Linked DNA regions of Sus scrofa: region 1 is linked to region 2. A link is a contact called in public HiChIP or PLAC-seq data. All regions are on one chromosome and are shown on one strand. The core of a region is the stretch at or near the end of the contact, and the rest is flanking DNA. Distances in the headings are between cores, read along the strand shown.

Region 1 (6,735 bases), core at 3,992-6,491, 300 kb after region 2:
GGGCCTGGTCTCGTATTGAAGGTAGCCATCATGAATGAGTTTTTTATGTACATATGGTCTATCAAAAATTATTTGGAAGTGTCTTTGATTATGTGAGAGGAGGTTGTTGTTCCATTTTGATTTATTTGATTCCGAATGAATAGGGACTTGAATTTGATGAGTATTCTCTTTTTTCTTTTTCTTTTTTTTTTTTGCCTTAATGTGCTTAAATATTGTCTGTTGGAAATACTGATTTGGGATAGGGTGTGTATGGCTCATGCTTTTTCTTTATGCGTATCGTGGTCTGTAAGCTATATTTTGTTGCTAGTGCTCAAAATCTGCCACTAATAGTATGTGGTGGTAGTGTTTGGTATTTTCAAGTTGCAGTTTGATTTACATTGAATTTCAGTTTACGACTATCCTACCCTGAACTTGCCCGATCTCATCTGATTTACACTGAGTTTCAGAAATATTTCTGTCACCTTAAATAAATTTCTGAAATATCCTTGTTCAGATTTCTGTGAGATTATTGTTTTCAAAGAACTCTGCAACTCTGGAGAATACCAAAAACATTACAAAGATGTAATTAGTTCCCAAATAAGTAAATTTAGTAGGTATTATTAAGTGCTAAAATGTATACTTTAAACAAAATGCTGTGGAAATTGGAGATATGAGAGAGTTAATTAGAAACTACTTTGGGATTAGAAATTACGTTGGATGCTATATATAGGTCCTTTCTACTTCCTTTTTTTTAAGTTAAAAGTGGGATGCAATAGTAGAGAAAAGCATATTACCATTTTAATGGAAACCTTGAGAGCATAGAGAAGCGAAATTGAAAAATATTACAGATTTAGGAAAGATTTGCCCTTTGGCTTGGACAAAGAAATTTAAGTCTTAATTGAGTAGAAGTAAATAAAAGGATTATTTCAGAAATCAGCCTTAGTGGATCAGAGAATTCTTTCTGGAGAAGAATATGTAGGGTGTGATTTAGCTTTAGACAGCCTAGGAACCAGGAGGAAGAATTGCAGGGATTACCGCCTATTAGTGATCAGGAGAGTGACACTGGCAGTAGTGTGTGGTGTGGTTGGATAAAATCCAAGGTCTTGTCCACTTAACTGCCATTTGAACCATCATTATTAGGCTTGGTGAGAAAGAAGGAAAAAAAAATATATCTGAACCAGCACTATGCTGGATGCTATGTAAAACAGAGTCTTTGTATTCAGGAAGCTCATGATCTGAGTGATGTGTACATGTGAACTAATAATCCTGGTATACTGTGACAGGTGTTATGTGGTGTATTGACAGAATGCAGTAGGGAGTTCAGAGGTGAGCATGGGTTATCCTACGTCACAGAGCCTAGAAGGATTCAAATGGGATGTAATAAATGAAAAATGGTTGAGAAGTTCTTATGTTGTGCAGCGGGTTGAGAATCCAGCGTTGTCACTGCAGCAGCTTGGGCTGCTGCTGTGGCATGTGTTTGATCCCTGGCTGGGGAATTTCCTCATGCCATAGGCGGGGCAGAAGAAAAAAGCACACACACACAAAAGAAAGACAGTTGAGTTTTCATTAGTAGGAGAGAGATGATGTATAGAACATTGTAGGCAGAGAGAGCAATGTGAACAAAACCAGATAGTGTGAAAGGTGGGTGAGAGACAGAGGAGAGAAGCCTGGAAATGGTAGAAATGGGACCATTATGAGAAAGACCTTAATCTTAAATTAGCCTGCAGACAGTAGGAGGCCATTTGAAAGTTCTTGGGTAGGAGAATAGCATGAGCAAATCTGGTTTTTAGAAAAAGAACTGGAACTGGGGTGAGCTGAAGAATGAATGTAAGACAGAAAGGGAGTCAGGGTATAAAATGAATAAGGATCCAAACTAGTACTGGTGATGGACAGAGGAATAGATTCAAGTTTAAGTTATTTTCGTATCTATTGCGAAGATGATTTTTTCATCCTTAGTCTGTTGAGAGACAAGCAACCCAACTGCATCTTTAAAATAATTTATTTTACTTTTTATTCAGTAAATTTCCAAACATATTAACAAGTAGATAGAATAATACAAATGAACCCCTGTGTGTTTATTATAGTGCCTCAGTGATTTATCAACATTTTGACATTCTTGAAATCTTTTCTTTTTGTTTTTTGTTTTTTTAGGGCCGCAGCCAGGGCATATGGAAGTTCCCAGGATAGGAGTTGAATCAGAGCCGTAGCTCCAGCCTATGCCACCAGCCACAGCAATGCAGGATCTGAACCATTCTGCCTGTGACCTACACCACAGTTCATGGTAATGCCAGATCCTTAACCCACTAAGCGAGGCCAGGACCTGAACCCGCATCCTCATGGATACCAGTTGGGTTTGTTACTGCTGAGCCACAATGGGAACTCTCTAAATAAAGGTTTTTAATTTTTTTTTTTAACAAAATGAAAGATGAGATACAATAGGTATAAAAATAAGGTCACTTGGGTGCAACAACAACCAGGTGTATGATTATATCATTTGGGGTGAGGGCAAGAGAGGAGTGACTGGTGAGACTAGGTGATATGTATGTAAGAAAAATTAACCACAACCTTCTCTCAAAATACTATGTGTGTGCACACATATATATTTTTTTTTTGTTTCCCGTATCTGTAGATGTATGTATGAGCTTAGTCACCAGTATTGTGGATTTCATAAGCATGTGTCTTGGTCTATTATCATCCATTGTACCAAGCATTCATTTGTACCTTCTTAATCTGGAACTATGTATCCTTCATCTCTGGGATATTTTCCTCTATTATTTTTTTGCTTTTTTTCTCTGCTTTCTTCTGTCTTTTGGACCTCTTATTCAAAAATTGGACCTCATGCTGGTCCTTTAATTTTCTTAGTTTTTCTTATTTCCTTTCTCTTTGTTTTCCATTATCTGTGAGATTTCTTTAACCTTAGAGTGCTCCTGTTCTCTTTTTCATTTCTGCTGTTATATTTTTGCATATCCAAGAAGATTTTTCTTCAGTATTTCTCTTACAGCATCCTGCTTCTGTTCATGCATGCAGCGATGGCAGTATTTTTTTCTCCCTCTGTCTCTAAAAAGGTCTTGATATTAATGATAGGTTGCTTCTGTGAGGTTTTCTTTTGGTGCATAGGCTGTTTTCTCCAAGTTGATTTTTTAAGTTTGTTGTTTTGGGCTTTTTGACTTTCCTCAAATATTTGTTGATCCTTAGCCATTATTAACTCACAAGAAAGTGGACCACTGAAAAGGTGAAGATGATCTGTGCATGTGGGTAGGGCTTGGCTGATTGTAGGCTTTACTGTAGGGCTAAGCTTTTTTCACAGTCTCTGATGTCAGTATCTAGGTTGTTTTGCTTTTTGTTTTTTATTTTTGTTTTTGTAATAATCTAAGTTTTCAGAGAAGATACTCTAGTATCCTGCCTAGAGGGTTTATATTTTTTACTTGGCTGATTGAAATGCTCTGGGAGCTAGAGTTGTCAATTCCTGAATCTTGCTGTGGAAATTAATATGTCTTTGATTTCTCCTTTCTGATTTAGGATTCAGATTCTTTGGTCAGCTCAGTTACTATTTTTTCATCTGCTTGCTCAGTCCTAAATTTTGTTGCCTTCACAGTCTTTATTCTTGTGGGTTGAAACAAATAATTTATGCAGTTATCTACTTTTTCTTTTTCCATCTTAACATGTGATGAATGTTTTCCTAGGTTATTAAGGTTTTTTTTGATAATTAACACTTTAAAATAGCTACATAATCCATTATTTGGGTGTTTGACAATAATTTTTTGGATATTATTTTGTAATATTAAGCTTTTTTTTTTTTTTTGTCTTTTTGCTATTTCTTGGGCCGCTCCCGCAGCATATGGAGGTTCCTAGGCTAGGGGTCGAATTGGAGCTGTAGCCGCTGACCTATGCCACTGCCACAGCAATGCAGGATCCGAGCTGTGTCTGCAACCTACACCACAGCTCACGGCACCACCGGATTGTTAACCCACTGAGCAAGGGCAGGGACCGAACCCGCAACCTCATGGTTCCTAGTCAGATTCGTTAACCACTGCGCCACGACGGGAACTCCTGTAATATTAAGCTTTTATAAGCAATGCTGTGAAGGGCAGTCGTAGGAAATTTTACAGAATGAAGGTTGGCATAATTTGTGTAAATACTTAATTTCTTAAGATTATAGACTTCAGTCAGCTTTTCTTTGCATATGTAAGATCTGAGATGAATTTGTTTTTTACATAATCAGTCACGATGGTGTTCCCTGGTGGCCTATCAATTAAGGATCTGGCATTGTTGCTGCCATGGCACGGATTTGATCTCTGGCCCAGAAACTTCGGCATGCCACATGACCCCCCCCCCCCAAAAATAGCTGTGATGTCTTACAGTCATTTCTTAAAATATTAGATCATGTGAAAAAATAATCTCATTATGTTTTGATTAAACAAATTTTGAATCTGTAATGCTGAATGCAACATCGGAAGACAAGGTGATAATGTATTAATAGGAGGGTTGCTCAAATGATGAAGTTCAGAATTGTTTAATATAATGCCTATGTTAAGAAGAAATTCAGAAAATGAACTTAGGAAACATAAGGAATTTTTACATGTTTAAAAGTGTACTGTGTCTTCCTGATACCTTTTTTTACTTTTTCCCCTTTTGTAAATACTTTTTAATTTATGCTGTCTTCTCACCCCTCCCCTTCCACTTTTCCCCACCCTTCTTTGTCCCTTCTCCCCAGTTTTTAACTGAGCGTTGGCTGTGTCAGGAAGTGTTTTAGGTTTGGGTGGAGAGTAGAGGTAACCATTATAGACCTAGACTTTGTGGTCTTAGAATTTATATGACTTAATGGAAAAGATAGGTATAACTGGATATCATGCCAAGAATTATAGTTATTAATTACCTGTCCTATGAAAGACTTCAAGAAGTGACATTTAAGCTGAGTCCCAAAGCCAATCAAATAGCAAATATATTTGAGCATTCATTGCATGCCTGGTGATGTTTTTGGGCACCTAGGATACAGATTTGGACTGGATGTCATCCTTGTCTTCAGGGATCCTATGTTATAGTGGCAGCAGACAGATAATAAACGTAAAATAAATAAGAGGACTTAAGATAATGACAGTAGTGAGAAATTCCATGAAGAAAACACAAAATGATAATATGGTAGAGATTGTAATGACTGTTTCGAGGAGACTTGTAAAGTGAAAGGAACAGCTAGTGCAAAAGCCCTCATAAAGGGGGAACTAAGAAGAAAAGAAAGGTCATAGTGACTGGGCATAGTTAAGTTGGGCAGGAATAGAGGAAAACCAAAGTTGGAGAGGTAGTCAGGGCCCATACTCTGTAAATGCTTGTAGGCCATGGTAAGTGTAGGTTTTATTCTGTTGGTATTAGAAAGCTATTGGGGAATGTTGAGCAGGGGAGAGACATGAGTTGATTTACACTTGAAACACTGCTTTGGCTGTGTACAGAAGATGGATTTTAGTGATGTAAAGTCAAAGCAGAAAGACAAGTTAATTTAGTGGAACAGTTGAGGTGTGGTTGTGGGTTTGACCTGGATTTTAGGAATGGGCATGATGATAAGTGGTTGAACTTAGTATTTATTGTCTAGATGAAGTTGACATAGAATGTTCCTATGCATTGAATAATTACTAGGTGTTTTTGTTTTCTCGAGAAACTTGGTAGATGATAGGGCCATTTACTTATATGAGGAAGACTTGGAGAGGATCAGATTGTCGGGTAGAGGGAAATCAGTAGCTTTGTTTTGGACATGCTAAGTTTGAGATGCTTATTAAACATGTGAAAAATTGGATGTAAATTATTGGTGCTCAGGGGAACAGTTGAGACCATAGTGTCAGCTCTTGAGTATTCCTGACATTCCTGGGAAGAGGAGTGCGTTTTTTTCTTCTGTGTTTTCTAATAGCATCTTTTATCCCAGCGATATTTTTTTTTCATCACACTTACTGTATTGCTCTGGTGGTTTGTGTGCCTGTCTTTTCCACAGTCTGGGATTTTGTTGTATTTCTCTCTATGGTCTCAGTTTCTGGTACATAATAGATATTTAATAAATGATGATTAAATCATATTAATTTTCCCTGCCACCATATTTTTTCAGTTTTAACTGTCAAATGTCTATCACATCTAGTTCTTGCTTTCTGTTCTCATTGTCTTAGTGCTGATCCTCATCATCCCTTATATATTTAGCACTTAAACATTAATATTTTATTTAAAATAAGTTGCACATGATTATTTGAGAGGTAGATGGTTTTTGAAATTGAATCAGTAGTTTATATACATAAGAGTCATGGTGTCTGAATTATCTTGGCTTTTGCCTCACGGGAAAGGCAATGATGCTGAATTTAGATTGAAAAGGGACAGTAGAATTTATATAGGGCGTAAGATAATAGTGATGTTATTCAAGTATAGAGCAACTTGAACTATATAAATTTATTAAATTAATGTTGATTTTAAGATAGGAGGGTGAGTATAAAAGCAAGAGTGTAAAGAATATTTTCACCAGTCTTATGGCTAGACCATATTCAAAGGATCTAATAGGAGCAGAAAAGATGAGCAAATTTGGGAGAAATTATGAAGCAGATAACTGGTTTGAAAGTGATTATAAAGAATGAGAAGAGGTACTAAAGCTTCGAGGTGTACTGAACTGGCAGGATGGTGGATCTGTTGATGGTGATGGGGAAATGGGGAAAGGTTATGGAAGTGCAGGAGCAGATTATTAATACAGCAAATCAGTCAGAATAGAAAATGGTCAAAATGTCTGAAATG
Region 2 (6,274 bases), core at 3,635-6,134:
GGAAGCAGCTCTGACAGTATTCCCCTTGGTGTTGGGTTTGGATGATCCTATTTGAATAGGAACCTTCCTTAAGCTTCATCATGAACCAGTCAATAATCCACTGTTTGTAACATTACAAGTCAGTTGCCATGGAAATAAAACTGTTGTCACAAAATTAGCTTTTTGGTTATCATCCTGGATCGTACAGGAGCAGAAAGCTAGAAAATCGTATCTGTCCTGTGCTAATATTTTCATTTGTTAGGGGGGCAAACAAATCAAGAAATTCTATACAAATTGTATACTGTTATACTATGAATCTTTGAAAAGCCTCCAAAATCTTTACGCAGATTTTTTTTTTTTTTTTTTGTCTTTTTTAGGGCTGCACCCACGGCATATAGAGGTTCCCAGGCTAGGGGTCTAATCGGAGCTGTAGCTGTAGCCGCTGGCCTATACCACAGCCACAGCAATGGCAGATCTGAGCCGTCTGCGACCTACACCATAGCTCATGGCAATGCCAGATCCTCAACCCACTGAGCGAGGCCAGGGATCGAACCTGCAACCTCTTGGTTCCTAGTTGGATTCGTTTCTGCTGCGCCATGATGGGAACTCCTAATTTTTCAATCTCCAGTGCTTCATTGTGCAAAAAAATTATTTTAAGTATCTGTTGTTTATAGGGTTTATGAAATAAGCTACTGCTGAGGTTTCTAATTTTATTTTTTATTATTTTCTTTATTGTTGTACAAAATTTTTATCTAGCTGGAATTCCTGAGCTCTTTAGCTCTCAGTGAGTATTTTACATCTTTGTACTAGACAAAATAAATGAGTCATGTTAGAAATGAGTAAGAGGTTCTGGTTAGAAGACAGGTGGAAAAAAAAATGTATACCTGTCACTCTTGTCACTAATTTTAAGGTAGGTGTGTATGGCTTTTTTTTTTTTTTTTTTCTTTTTTTAAGTCTCTAAGGAAACCTGAGAAAATATGACTCTTTTCCAAGACGGCATTTCAGGACATGCAAAGATGATCAAAATCAGTGCGTTCAGAGGCCGACTGCTGAGGCTCGGGTTGCTGCAGAGGTGTATGTTCGATCCCAGCTTAGCACAGTGGGTTAAAGGACCCAACATTGCTGCAGCTGCAGCTCGAATTCAATCCCTGGCTGGGGAACTTCCATATGCTGTGGGCGTGGCCATTAAAAAAAAAAAAGATCAAAATTTTATCCTCCCTCCTGCTTCCATCCCCATTCCCTTCCCTGAACGAGAGAAGCAGCAAAAGTTCTTGCATAATCCTCATGTTTGGGTGGGCACCACTGAGTAATTATAAAACAATAGGCTATTTTCTGCTTCCTAAAAATAAGGAGGGCAATTATCCAGGGGTAGGGGTGGTTATGCAACGGACCACACTTCACCCACTGGAAATAAACGTGGAAAACATTTCAATCACATATGAAAAAAAAAAAAAAAAGGAGAGAAAAGCTGAGTAAAAACTAGCTAAATAAGAAACACACTGAAATAAAAACATGTGAAATAGTGAAGTAACTCACCCCAATTTATGCTGATGGCAATAATGTTGTTTTGTATCTATATTTAACATGAAAGATGAAAAAGTATGGGTTTTACAAACCTCAATGATTTTTTTTTTTTGCTTTTTAGGGCCGAAGGTATGGCATATGGAGGTTCCCAGGCTAGGAGTCCAATCACAGCTACAGCTGCCAGCCTACACCAGAGCCAGAGCAATGCCAGATCCCAGCCACCCGTGCGACCTACAGCATAGCTCATGGCAACGCCAGATCCTTAACCCACTGAGCAAGGGCAGGGATCGAACCCGCAACCTTATGGTTTCTAGCTGGATTTGTTTCTGCTGCACCATGATGGGAACCCCAATAAAACGTTTTAAAAGTATGTTCCCCAATTTTCTTTTATCTTCTAAAATTAAACCAGTTAGAGTACATCAGGGTAGTGATTTTAAAACATCCAAAATTAGTAAGATTAATTTTTTTTCAAATTAATTTTTTTGAAAACGAAAGAGTAATTTATTGTAGTATAAAGAGTCCTGGATTGGGAATAGAGACAAGATTTGAGGTCAGCTTTATAACCCATGAGTTCTGCGCCCCAAGCAGGTCACTCTAACTCACTAGTGTTTTTGTTTGCTTTTTGTCTTTTTTAGGGCTGCACCCACGGCCATATGGAAGTTCCCAGGCTAGGGGTCGAATCGGAGTTACAGCTGCCAGCCTGTGCCACAGCCATAGCAATGCCAGATCCCAGCCATGTTTGCGACCTACACCACAGCTCACAGCAACTCCAGATCCTTAAGCCACTGAGCAAGGCCAGGGATCGAACCCAAGTCCTTATGGATACTAGTCGGGTTTGTTACCACAGAGCTACAGTGGGAACTCCTGACTAGTATCCACAAGGATACGGGTTCGATCCCTGGCCTCACTCAGTGGGTTAAGGATCTGGCATTGCCATGAGCTGTGGTGCAGATGGCAGACACAGCCTTGATCCCGCATTGCTGTGGCTGTTGTGTAGATTGGCAGCTGCGGCTCTGATCTGACCCCTAGCCTGGGAGCTTCTATATGTCGCACCTGCAACCCTTAAAAAAAAAAAAAAAAGAGAGAGAGAGAGAGGGGGAGAGAGAAAAAGTTGGTGGAATTTTGATATTGTTACTGAATGAACCAAGCACCATAAACTATAATAGAGGATGCTAATCCATTACTAAAATGGAAAAGGAAAGACTTAGAACATTACCCACAGAGAAAGGTAGATGCAAATCTTCCAGCACTGCAATATTGCTCCAAATAACACGAGATCCGAAATAAGGCAAGAATGCAATGCTCCTGACAAGCATTGCTCCTGACGGCAATAATCCAATGCCCTCACACTTCAGAGGCCAATTTCCTTCTGGTATTTTCTCCCCAATTCATCCTGAGTGGACAGAATCTCTCAAGTCAGAGTGATTTATATTCAGTCAATCAATTCTCTGTCAGCAGAAAAACTCCACTGGGCTCATGAGGTGCAGTTTTCATGCTTGGAGTTTCCTTTATTTCTAGACAGACATTTCTGGGGAAGAGCCCCAGCATGTCAGCTCTGGAGACCAACTGCAACCATCCCAAAGGATGCTTAGGATATAAATGTAGCAAAACTCATACTGCCCTGATTTTGCTCACTAAGAAGTATGCAAAGCAGGTACTCACGCTGGACACACTTTATATTTCCTAGGTCTGTCCTCTTAGTGTTTACTGAGTGCAGCCATAACGATGTTTGTGGTAACAGCCTTTCATACCACGTGTACTCAAGACAGTCAGTGATGAAGCAGAGCAGCCCATAAAGCTCTGAAGTGATAACCTGGTCGAATGTCCAAATTCTCGCCCTACGAGTAAAGAATGATAATGCTGAAAGGATCTTTGGTCAGTCCGACTCTCTCCTACCCAGATGATAGGAGTAAATGGCAGCACATTTCCTAGGGTATAGTGTGACTTCTAGTCATTAGGAGTCTTAAAAAGGATTGCAGCCTTTGACCTAGTAATTCCATTTCTATGACTATATCCTAAGGAAGTAGTCAGAGATAAGGACAAAGATTTATGCACGAGGATGTTCAAAATCTAGAAACAACTGAAATTGTCCAAAAATAGGAAATGCTTAAATAAATAATAGTAGATCTTAGAACATCCTGCAACCATTAAAGGTAAATTTTAAAGAATAACTTGGGAAGCTCTCTAATATCAGAGTTAATTTGTATTTAAGCCTTATTTATATAGGTATATGTATATCTATCTATCTATATATGTACATGCCTATAAATTGAAAGAAACTTACTAAAATATTTCTAGTAGTTATCTCTAGATGATGGGACTAAAGTTGACTTAAAATCTTTAGCTTCATAGTTTGCTATCATAAACACATATTACTTAATTTTGAAAAAGATCATTGGCCTCCAGAAATCCCACTCCTGGGCATCTATCCAGAGAAAACCACGACTCGCAAAGACACATGTACTCTGATGTTCATTGCAGCACTATTTACAATAGCCCAAACAAGGAAACAACCTAAATGTCCATCAACAGAGGAGTGGATCAAGAAGATGTGGTACATATACACAATGGAATATTACTCAGCCATTAAAAAGAATGAAATACCGGCATTCTTAGCAGCATGGATGGACCTAGAAACTATCATGCTAAGTGAGGTCAGCCATACAATGAGACACCAACATTGAATGCTTTCACTGACATGTGTGGAATCTGAAAAAAGGACAGACTGAACTTCTTCGCAGATCAGATGCTGACTCATAGACTTTGAAAAACTTATGGTCTCCGGAGGAGACAGTCTGGGGGATGGGGGTGTGTGCTTGGGTTGTGGGATGGAATTCCTGTGAAATTGGACTGTGATGATCATTATACAACTACAGATGTGATAAATTCATTTGAGTAATAAAAAAAATTTTTTTTAAAAGATCATTGGCCTGATTATAAGATGTCACTTATCAGGTCATCACCAGGAGAAGAATTAAGCAATAAAAAAATTGCTCTTAGATTTGAAGGGATCAGAGGACCTTGGCACTTGATGAGCATGTGATCCTATCGATGTTGCTGCAATTCTCGCATCCCATCAGGCCTATGGCTCTCGTAAAAAGGCATCTCCAGACAGATGTCCAAACAAACAGTGTACAGGCTATTCAGTAGAGCTACTAGCTGCCTGCCCCCAGCTTCCCAGCGGGCTCTCCTGTGGTCACTCATTGATTTCATTTAGATTAATACGGTCGGTCTTAGGCGGCTAGTCTGCTTTGGATCCCAGGCAGTGCTAATTGTTATCGTACAGGACAAGCGTCTGAGGAGTTTAAAGTTCAGCACGGGGACTGCCTCCTACTTCTCTGCTCTCTGGCTCACCAAATTACAAGAGTCTGGTGAGTCAATGCGAAAAGACTCTGAACACAAAGGTCAACACTGGGCGACTGACCTTCCTGACCCCACCTCGGAGTCAGGAACTGCAATGCAGTTTTTCCTCCCACGCCAAAACTATTAGCAACCAGCTCGTCTTGGTTCATTCTTTTCTTTGACAGCTATTTTTGAAGAGAGGATAGGTCTTCCGTTGCCCACACACTAAATGAGCCTGTCATTTCCCGACTGTTCTTCACTGTCAAGGCCTTTCATGTCCCTATACCAGAAATGCACTTGCTAATGTTAAGTCACATTAATCAGATGATGTCCTCTTTTGAATCTGACTGCGGTCCCTCTGAAAAGTCATCTGGACTAGAGTGGATGTGTAAAGCCAGTGGATGCACAGCTTGCAAGGTAACCACTGTTTCAGAACAACCTTGTGACAGACAACTTTTCAGAGCCTTGTCCAGTTGCTTTTTAGAAATCACTTTGAGAGAGCCTTAAAGACAGACAGAGGGAGAGGTTAGGAAACTGCCAGTATTATTCTTGTGTTTCTACTTCCCCATCCAGTCAGTCACTAAATCCTGATGACTCCCATAGAAATGGCTCTGGTATTTGTGTGTTTTTGGTTTTGGTTTTGCCTTTTCTAGGGCCGCTCCTTCGGCATGTGGAGGTTCCCAGGCTAGGGGTCGAATTGTGCCAGAGTCACAGCAACGCGGGATCCAAGCCCCATCTGCAACCTACACCACAGCTCACGGCAACGCCGGATCTTTAACCCAATGAGCAAGGCCAGGGATTGAACCCACAATCTCATGGTTCCTAGTCGGATTCATTTCCGCTGCGCCACGATGGGAACTCCAGCTCTGGTGTTTGAATCTTCCAGGCCACTCACACTACTCTATGCTGGAACCAAATTTCCTAAGAGAAGAGTTCAAAGCTCAGTGACTACACTGCTATTCCCCACAGGCTCTCTCATCCTCCTGGGCACAGCCTTCCCTGCAGGTAAGACAGACCATGTGACTGACTGTGGGTACAAGTGATACTGTGACCACCACCTTGCCTGGAGAAGACAGAGCCTGGGTGTTCAGGTTACTGCTCAGATGAGAGCCAGTTGTGAATACCTGTCTCAGCCCTTTGATGAAAAGTTGTGTGAAGGGTCTTAATGCCAGGGTAGACGGTTTGGCTTTTTTTTTTTTTTGTTTTGTTTTGTTTTGGAGGTTTTTTTTTCAGATGCTCTTCCTTCCAGAAGTACTCCTGTACTCCTGTAGCCACCTCATTCGCTCTCCCTGAACTGTCTAAACCAGCATCAATGTGATACATTAAAAAAAAAAAAAAGACATTTCTCCAAAGAAGACATACAGATGACCAATAGGCACATGAAAAAATGCTCAACATAACTAATTGTTAGATAAGTGCAAATCAAAAC

What was found. HiChIP or PLAC-seq counts read pairs in DNA pulled down with a chosen protein or histone mark.
Region 1: an H3K27ac HiChIP or PLAC-seq map of alveolar macrophages shows a contact between it and region 2. The contact joins two enhancer-like sites. A contact is called at or near these places in 1 of 47 Hi-C or Micro-C datasets (epiblast stem cells) and 1 of 2 datasets of contacts at active chromatin or transcription factors (alveolar macrophages).

Annotation. Positions count from the first base shown.
Region 1 is chr8:40,173,185-40,179,919 of Sscrofa11.1, forward strand. All of the region lies in intron 8 of FIP1L1 (pre-mRNA 3'-end-processing factor FIP1), which reads left to right. Among named protein-coding and RNA genes, the nearest start is that of FIP1L1, 19 kb to the left of the region's middle. Within about 2 kb of position 5,242, at least 1 of the 83 cell types and tissues checked has an H3K27ac peak or open chromatin away from gene starts, as enhancers often do. A contact at or near this core is called in alveolar macrophages, where this site is marked.
Region 2 is chr8:39,869,112-39,875,385 of Sscrofa11.1, forward strand. All of the region lies in intron 5 of SCFD2 (sec1 family domain-containing protein 2), which reads right to left. Among named protein-coding and RNA genes, the nearest start is that of RASL11B, 170 kb to the left of the region's middle. Within about 2 kb of position 4,885, at least 6 of the 83 cell types and tissues checked have an H3K27ac peak or open chromatin away from gene starts, as enhancers often do. A contact at or near this core is called in alveolar macrophages, where this site is marked.